2 separate regions of the Zea mays genome follow, and region 1 is linked to region 2. A link is a contact called in public Hi-C data. All regions are on one chromosome and are shown on one strand. Each heading gives the region's core, a stretch centred on a gene start, on an enhancer-like site or on the middle of the called end of the contact. The rest is flanking DNA. Distances are from core to core; before and after follow the strand shown.

Evidence for each region. A called contact is a pair of places that touch in the nucleus more often than the background predicts.
Region 1: a Hi-C map of bundle sheath shows a contact between it and region 2, with 2.7 times the contacts expected there. The contact joins the promoter of LOC100193164 here to the promoter of LOC100501171 in region 2. A contact is called at or near these places in 2 of 25 Hi-C or Micro-C datasets (bundle sheath and ear).

The regions. Positions count from the first base shown.
Region 1 is chr5:121,826,481-121,830,873 of Zm-B73-REFERENCE-NAM-5.0, forward strand. LOC100193164 (calcium ion binding protein) reads right to left here and starts at 1,715. Exons shown (of 5, transcript NM_001138320.1): 1 at 1,440-1,715; 2 at 791-1,026. The coding sequence starts at 983.
Region 2 is chr5:121,293,484-121,297,482 of Zm-B73-REFERENCE-NAM-5.0, forward strand. LOC100501171 reads left to right here and starts at 1,623. Exons shown (of 1, transcript NM_001195963.1): 1 at 1,623-2,966. The coding sequence starts at 2,184. The coding sequence ends at 2,711. LOC103626832 (a long non-coding RNA gene) reads right to left here and starts at 2,826. Exons shown (of 2, transcript XR_553179.2): 1 at 2,193-2,826; 2 at 636-1,201.

The DNA of each region.
Region 1 (4,393 bases), core at 465-2,964, 530 kb after region 2:
TGGTCAGGACGAAGCCTGAGCGAGACGAAAGGTGATTATGACGAAGGATAAGGTGATCACGAAGCTGTGCGCAGAAAAGCTTCGGCATGACAGCAGAGAAGGGGAACCGACTTAAAGATAAAAAGGCAAATTAGACCTCGAAGAATTACTATAGAGTTATTGATAAATGTAAAGGGCATGAATGTAATTCTACATGGGCTGCGTCCCTTGCCTATAAATAGATGAACAGTACCCCCGTACTGTTCACGCTGACTTGGCATTCGCTTTTTACATCACGCCTGTACCCTTACTTTCCGTCAAACCGAAGATACATTTATAATTTGTTATTCTAGATATGGTAATGCAAATAAAAATAAGTTGATGATAATGTTTATATTATTTTTCGTATTTCGTATATGAATTCTTCCTTATCATTTATTGTGCTTACGAAGGTTTTTTCCTTCACAACCTTCGTCCGGAATTCATTATATCCGAAGGGACATAATGTCTTGAAGGACGAAGGACTTTAATATTTAACACTTTTTATGTTGCCTTGTTCTTAACTCTTAGCATTTGAGAACAAGTCCCCAACAGTTAGTTTTATCCAGTAGTTATACATCAGATGAAGTAAAAATAAACTATAATTCAAAAACAATATTGTAGAATAAAGACTACCCAAAGTTCATAACTTGTTCAGGGCTACCTCTAAATAAATTTACATATTTCAACTATACATCAAGTTTTATGTGAAGTTTTGACATTTAAATGCACGGTACCATAGTGTTGGTTCAGATAAAGGGGTAAAGCTCACCAAATTCCTGGAAGATAGTCCTGCAGTTTCTCAAACTCTCGTCGATTTTAGGAAATTTCATGATGACACTATTGAATGATTTCACAGAGGTTCCTTTTAATGCCCTCTGTTGCATAGCGTCAACCATCTTTTTCTCTAACTTCGATGCTGGTGAGCTGTGCCTAGGCGAGTCCCCACTAATTATACCTCCCATTTCGGCAATTTTGACGATCTTGTATGGTGCAAAACCTCCTTGCCTGGAGACATAAATAATATTCATGGTGAGAAATTACAAATTAGCAATATCCACTGTAGCCTAGATTTGAGATGAATCTAGTACGGCCACAATGAAAGGCAGTGACCTCAAAAACCATAAAAGACAGTTTGAGACATGATTTATATAAGAGATGAAATAAAGACACCTAAGAATCATGGTGCTAAGAACAAGATCTTGTCCTTATAAATGTAACAAGTTATTTACATAGTAAATCTAACCTATATCAATCAAATTCAGTCGAAAACAGGTAACGATGGAAGCACCATGCATTAAAAATGGGTAACGATTAACCAGCAGATCAGAAAGATCATTAGAAAGGAACTTGAGAATTCAGGTGCCCACAGCAGCGAAAACATCAATATTCCACGGCACAAAATGAACGGATCTCCTTACCGAGGACAAATCCAACTCCGGATGGATCACCGGCACTCACTCCACCAGCAGGGTCGAGTGGCGATCGACGGGGGACGCAACACCTGGGGGCAGGGGGCTGGACCGGGAAGGCAGGCGCGTGTTGCGCATGCGGTGGGACGTGAGAGGGGAGGAGGAGAGGCTACGCTCGCGGGGATCTGGTGGTGGAGTGGATGGGATGGGAATGCGGATGGGATCGAGAGGAGAAGCAGATGCGTGTTCGGCGCCGAGGGCCGTGGGCAGCCTACGACTACTGCGAGAGCAGGCGCCCGGTGAAACGCATGCGCGCGGCGCGCGAAACGCCCGCGGCGCGCCAACTCCATCCAACACGCGTTCCTCCTGCTGCTGATGTCAGCATTGCACAAATATTCCAAAATTTTCTTTTAAACTTTATTAGGTTGTGGCCAGCACACCATGTACAATATTTTGCACTGTACTATTTATAAAATACAATTTAAAATAGAAGATAAGATATACAAGGCTAGCACAAACAACATTAGCGAGCACCCACTAGCGAGCATCCTAGTCTCAAAATAGTATAAGGCATGGAGGTATTTTAAATTTTAAACATTATTATATGTTGATCAACAAATGCTCTAATTATCTATATCTCTACTCTCTACTAGGCATGGAGGTATTTTAAATTTTAAACATTATTATATGTTGATCAACAAATGCTCTAATTATCTATATCTCTACTCTCTACTATACTTAAAACACCAGTTTAGCAGTGCAAGAGGTGGGGTTTGAACTCACACCGTGAAGCAAGAAGGGTGGGAGACACTAGACAAATCTGTCGAACCAGTAGAACATCATGCTCAAATGTTTATAATATTGAATATAAGTTGTAAATATGTATATGTGATTTTTTGTAAAATAAAAAAAAATAATCGTGTCGGGTCGGATCAGCACTACGGCCTGAGGCTACGGCCCAAGCACCGCACGACGCTCGTGCCGGGTTGGCCTAGGCACTATATATTAAATGGGTCATGCCTCGGGCCGGCTCGCCAGACACGACATATTTGGCCATCTATACCTCCGCACGATAATGATGGTCCTCGCCTCAGTTGCCACTACCTCGTTCGCCATTCTACTTCTTTTCTCTCTCCCCTCATGCCTCCACCTCTGCGCCACCCCATTCTCGGCCGAGGGCGCAGGAGCATGCGCCTCCTACCCGTATTCGTCCGACACCAGCCTCGACACCGATTCGCGCAGTGGCTATTGCACGTCCACGAGGATGTTTCACATCATGCGTGCACCATCATTTTCGCCGTCGTCGGACATCCCGTTCGTGTTCCCGGCCTTCGCTCTGTTCTTCCTCCCCAACCTACTGCCCCCGCCCACGGTCACAGCCGTGAGCCGACCGACACTCGTTGACGCGGGTATGACGCGAGTCGGTCATGCTCCTAGCCTTTCTCCGTGCGTGCCGTCGAGGAGGACATGGTGGCGCCTGCTACGCTTAGGTTATCTTGGCGATGAGGAGTCCAGGTCTGAGATATTGGACAACCAAGGCCCATAGCGTGGCATAGGTTATCTTGGCGATGAGGAGTCCAGGTCTGAGATATTGGACAACCAAGGTCCATAGCGTGGCAGGAGTCGGCATATGCTACGGAGTTGGTGGGGGTGTTGTGTCGCTTCGGCGGGTCCAGTGATGGAAGACACTCGCATTCTCTCACCCTTCTCGGATTGACGCCTGGTGCGGAGACAATCAATAAAAAACCTTAAGATCTTTTTGGTGGATAATTTACGTGGATATTGTTGTAAGCCGTCGCAAAGCACAGGTAACCAACTAGTCTAAGATAAAACTAACATTAAAGTGAAAGTGCCACGCCACTGTAGCAAAATTATAAATTCTTCATACTATATGTGATAAATATTAGTCAATTTACTAACAGAAGATTTGGGCACCCTGGTGCCAATGCACCAAGGAAACATAACATGACGTCGGCTCTCATCTTTTGAAACGTTTTTTTTCTGACAGGCCATCGTATGAAAAGTTGATACTACATGAGGTTACTTTATTTTATTAATTAGAAAATTTTCTAATGATAAATTTTTTATCAATAATTATATATTAGTAGACAACGTGTATTTGTGCTATAAAGGGACAAAAAAGTTTTGTTGCAAGGTGCTCGTGCTAATGATAATAAAATAACTATTTTTATCGAACTTAGTTGGGCTTGACCTGACCTTAAATTAGAAAAAAAATTAATACCCATAATCAATGTGTTGGCGCGCACCAAACACTAGGAGTGTACAGTCTAACAGTGCCCTCTACGACGGTAATGAATGGGTCGCGACCTCACCTGCAGGAACGACTTCTTTTCTACATCGCTCCAGACGGCCTGCGCTCTGGGCTGGACAGTCCGTAATGGCGCAGGGTCGTATTTTTCCTCGCAGAAACATAGATCTAGTCCCCTGGGAAAGAGATCTTAGGGTGTCTTAAGTCAGCAAATCACCCGCAACGTCCCCAGATGACGTAGAGTTGCCTAGGAATTATAAAATCAAGTCGATAAAGTGAGTCTTTCCTCTTGGGAGGGGTATGATCTTAAGTTCGTCTTGGGGTCGGCAGGGCCCACAAGACAGATCTAGATGACGTAGAGTCGGATAGGGATGGAGAGGATATGTGGAAAGTTATAACTAAAGTTATGCTATATCTAGTCCCACGACAGGAATGATAAAGGACTGATAAAGAAAGCAATACATTGGTTCGATTGGAATGTGTTCGGGGTTTCTCAATCGACCGTACCCCTTTATATTTGTAAGTTAGGATAACCACACATGGGAGGCTTATACGCGCCGGCCCGTCCTCCCGCGCGGCCAACCTTCTCGTACGGGAGTCTTGGACCTTCCTTTTATAGGCGTAAGGAGAGGGCCCAGGTGTACAATGGGGGATGTAGCAGTATGCTAACGTGTCTAGCAGAGAGGAGCTAGAG
Region 2 (3,999 bases), core at 373-2,872:
TTGTATTCAGTGAACTGTTTGGTAATGCAGTTCCTTTTGTATTTAGTGAATTGTGTGGTACTGCGTACACACTGTAGTTCCTTTTGTATTAAGTGTAGTAGTGATGAGGTAATGCATTGCACTTGTGCTACTTAGCTAAATCTATGTACTTGTGCCTGTTGTGGCTAAAAAGCATATGTTTAAGAAAAAACTGCTTTATGTGAATGAGGTACTAGCAATATGTGTACATTGTGGCTCTAAATGGCTACGTCCGTGTACTTATGTTTATATGAAATTTGAAATAACTGTTGAGGCTATTTTCTCAGTACTACTGAGGCTGTTTATAGTTTCTCGGAAACTATTCTTCAGTATCTCGGGAACTTTTGTTCAGTTTCCACTGAACTATTTTTAAGTTTCTCAGGAACTAGAGACTATTTTCTCATATTTTCTTATGAACTATTGTATAGTTTCTCAGGACCTATTCTTCAGTTTCTTAGGAACTATTGTTCAATCTCTCATAAACTATTTTTCTGTTTCTCACGAACTATTGTTGAGTTTGTCTTAAACTATTGTATAGTTTCTTAGAAATAAATATTGTTCAGTTTCATAGAAATCTGAAATAACTGCAGATTCAAGTGACTATTTTCATAGAAATATAAAATAACTGCATATTTAAGTGACTATTTTCACATAAATCTGAAATAATTGCAGTTCATAGATTACAAGGGAAATAGAGGAGTATTTTCACTAGAAGCAGTGCTTGAGATCACTGAATGAATTATAGACTATTTTCACTAGAGAACAGTAGTTCATTTCACAAATTACAGTTTCAAACAAGTTCACGTATCGGTACACACTGCACTTCACATATTACAATTTCAGTGGCCAGATTACACTTTCTTCTTCTTCAGGGTGATTTTTAACTAAACATCTAACAATGCGTGGAGACGACGTTGCTCCTGCTGAAATAGTACTACCATCTTCTGTCGTAGCAATCTGTTATGAGACAACCCCAGCCCTCCAGTCACCACTTCTTCAATCCTTGTCATTGATGTCGGTACCAGTCCTTGAGTAACTTCGGCTCTTGAATTAGGAACCACTTCATCAGTATGTTCTTGCATCAGGAACCACTTCATCAATATGTTACTGTCATATAGCCCGAAGCTCTTTAGGAACCACTTCATCAGTATGTTGCCCGTGAACTATCTCGTGTACATGCAACCTATAGAGCATAATGGAATTAAATAGTTGTGACCTCACCACATAAGAATCTAACTAGATATATGCTCGTGTGTTGCTATGATAAATTACATTAATATACAAAAAATATTATAATTTATAATATTAACTCCGTAGCAACGCACGGGCATATACCTATTATATATATATATATATATATATATATATATATATATATATATATATATATATATATATATATATAAAATCTAAGAGGTGCAACGAACAAGTGATAAAAAATGGCCGTGGCAAATGCAGGATGCTACAGGACCACTGTAGCGAGATAAGTTCGAGCATGACACTGACGGAAGAACCGAGACAGGTATGCCATGGCCAGTTGGCCACCCGAAGACGAAACCACCACAAATGTCACCCTCAAAATTTTCTCCGGAAAGAAAGTAAGGGAAACCGGTCAGAGACCACAAAAGTTTCCATGGTGCCTTGACGCTGATCATTCTCGGCGGCGAGTCCAGCTACAATCTGTGAGGCGGCGGCGGCGGCAAGAACTTGACAAGGACACCAAGCCTAGCCTGGCCAGCTGGCCTGAAAGGTGGATGATGACAACAGGAACAGTCACCTATTCCATGCTGATCTAGCGGCAAGCATCCACCTCCTCTGCGGTCTCCCCTCCGAATCTCCGATGGGTCCCCGGGGGCGACACGTACGCCGATCCGGTCCAGTGCGGAAACGAACCTCCACCGGCGGGGAAGCTCAATACAGGCACGATGCATCCAGGCACAAATCGATCGATTTAGAAACAAGAATCAAAGGTGTGCGAGCCGAGAGACGAACACGAGAGCAAATCCTTCCTTAATATTCATGGACAGCGCAACGCTGACCTGCAACAACCGAAGCCGACCACAGGCATCCGCAAGACAGCAAGTGAAGCTCAGATCGGCGAACTGCGGCCTTCTGCGCTTCGCCTAGGAGCCTACGGAGTACTGAGAACAGAGCAGCGGAGGATCATGGCACACCTTCAATTCTTGCGGCGCCAGAAGCAGCGGAGCTTGAGCCGGCGCGCTAGGACATTGGCGATCGCGACGGCAGCGGCGGCAGCCGCGGCGGCGTCAGCGACGGGGTCGAGCTGGCCTCCCGTGACGACGCGGCTGCCGATGAGGCAGGCGACGAGGAGAAGGGGCAGGCACCAGAGCACGAAGTCGAGCACCGAGTCGAGGTCGACGTCCCAGTCCCACTCCCACACCCTCAGCATGGCCATTGGGAGTCCGAAGCCGGAGGAGGCAAGCACGGACGGAGCTGGACTGGACGAGCGAGCGAGGACGCTGAGAAGGGAGGGAAAAAAAGAGGAAAGGTGTGGAACGAGCGAGCAGCTAGAGCGGCGGCAGCTGGATCAAGGTGGAGAATCGCTGCGGCTGGACTGCGGCGGATATGGATCGGCGCAGGCCGGCGGAAAAAAAAGGTGGCTGGGGTTTTGCGATTGCAGCAGCGGGGAGAGACGTGTTTGTAATCGATCGTGTGGTCTCGTGGTCGGCTGATCCCCGCGCGCGCAGGCGCAGGCAGCCCCTCCCCGTCCCGTCCGAGGCGCAGAGCAAGGATTCGCCCCGACATGGACCCGTCAGAGGGCCGGAGGCGTGAGCTGAAACCGGCATTGTCGGCCGAGTGCGCTGTCCGCTTCCGGTTGCCGAGTTGAGCGACGGGGGAGTCGGGGGAGGAGATGGATAGGTCCGCCCCCGAAGAAGAAAAAAAAAAGGGACGCGGGCGGGAAAGGGGAAAGCTTCCTCCATTCCGGCGCGGCCGCGGGCTACCTCGCTCCACGCTACCAACCATCCGTTGCTGCTCAGCGCTAGTCAGTAGCGACGAGGAGTCTACGCGGACTAGACATGACACCACTAGCAACCGCTAACTACAGGTCCACAGTAAGGTAACCTCGGCTCTAATCATCGTTGATTTCTGCCGCATGTGCACTACTTTCCTTAACATGTCTATCAAACGCTGCATCCTAAGTCTCATCTAAATAATTTTTTTCCATCTTTCATGAAACCCTCTTAATCTGTCTTCTAATTAAATCATTGCTATATTATCATACATGCTTATGTTGTGCCAAGACAATTGATAGTGAAGTAGGGTTTTCGTCGGCTTAGCGGCCTCTACCCAACATGGGATTGGAAATACATTTTTGGTCAAAAAGATATTTTACACATGCTACTTGTAAGTCAGGACTTTCGATATCTGACTTAAAATTTTATCATGAATGAATGAGTATGCTAAATTGGAAGTACGTGGTTCACGATGGAATTGCTGAGAGCGCCGGACTGTCCGGTGGCACACCGCCGGACTGTCCGGTACACACCAGGGAACAGTAGCCTAACAGTTAGTTCCTGGTGGCACTATGACGGAGAGCCACCGAACTGTCTGGTGTGACACCGGACTGTCGAATGCAAGGCTGACAACGCTAAAGATCAACTCTAACTGACAGATCCAACAGCTAGTGGTGCACCGGACAGTGCACCGGTGTTATGATCACGCTATTAAGCAACATGTTACAACCACCAAGTCATAGTACATCAACTCAAGAACAACCAACATCATCACCAGCCCAAGTCTTTGATGGACCAATTACACGTAGCCGAGCTAAGAAGCTACAGCAAGAGGTGCACGCGCTACTTTATGAATTTCAATTAAACACTAATGAAAACTTTATGCTACCTAAGTCGTGTATGTTGATATTACTTAGGTTTACCAAAGAGGAAGGACAAAACATATCAAGGACGAGTCAACAAGAAGAGCTATGTCCGAGTCAGTCCAGCGCAATAGAACCGTCCA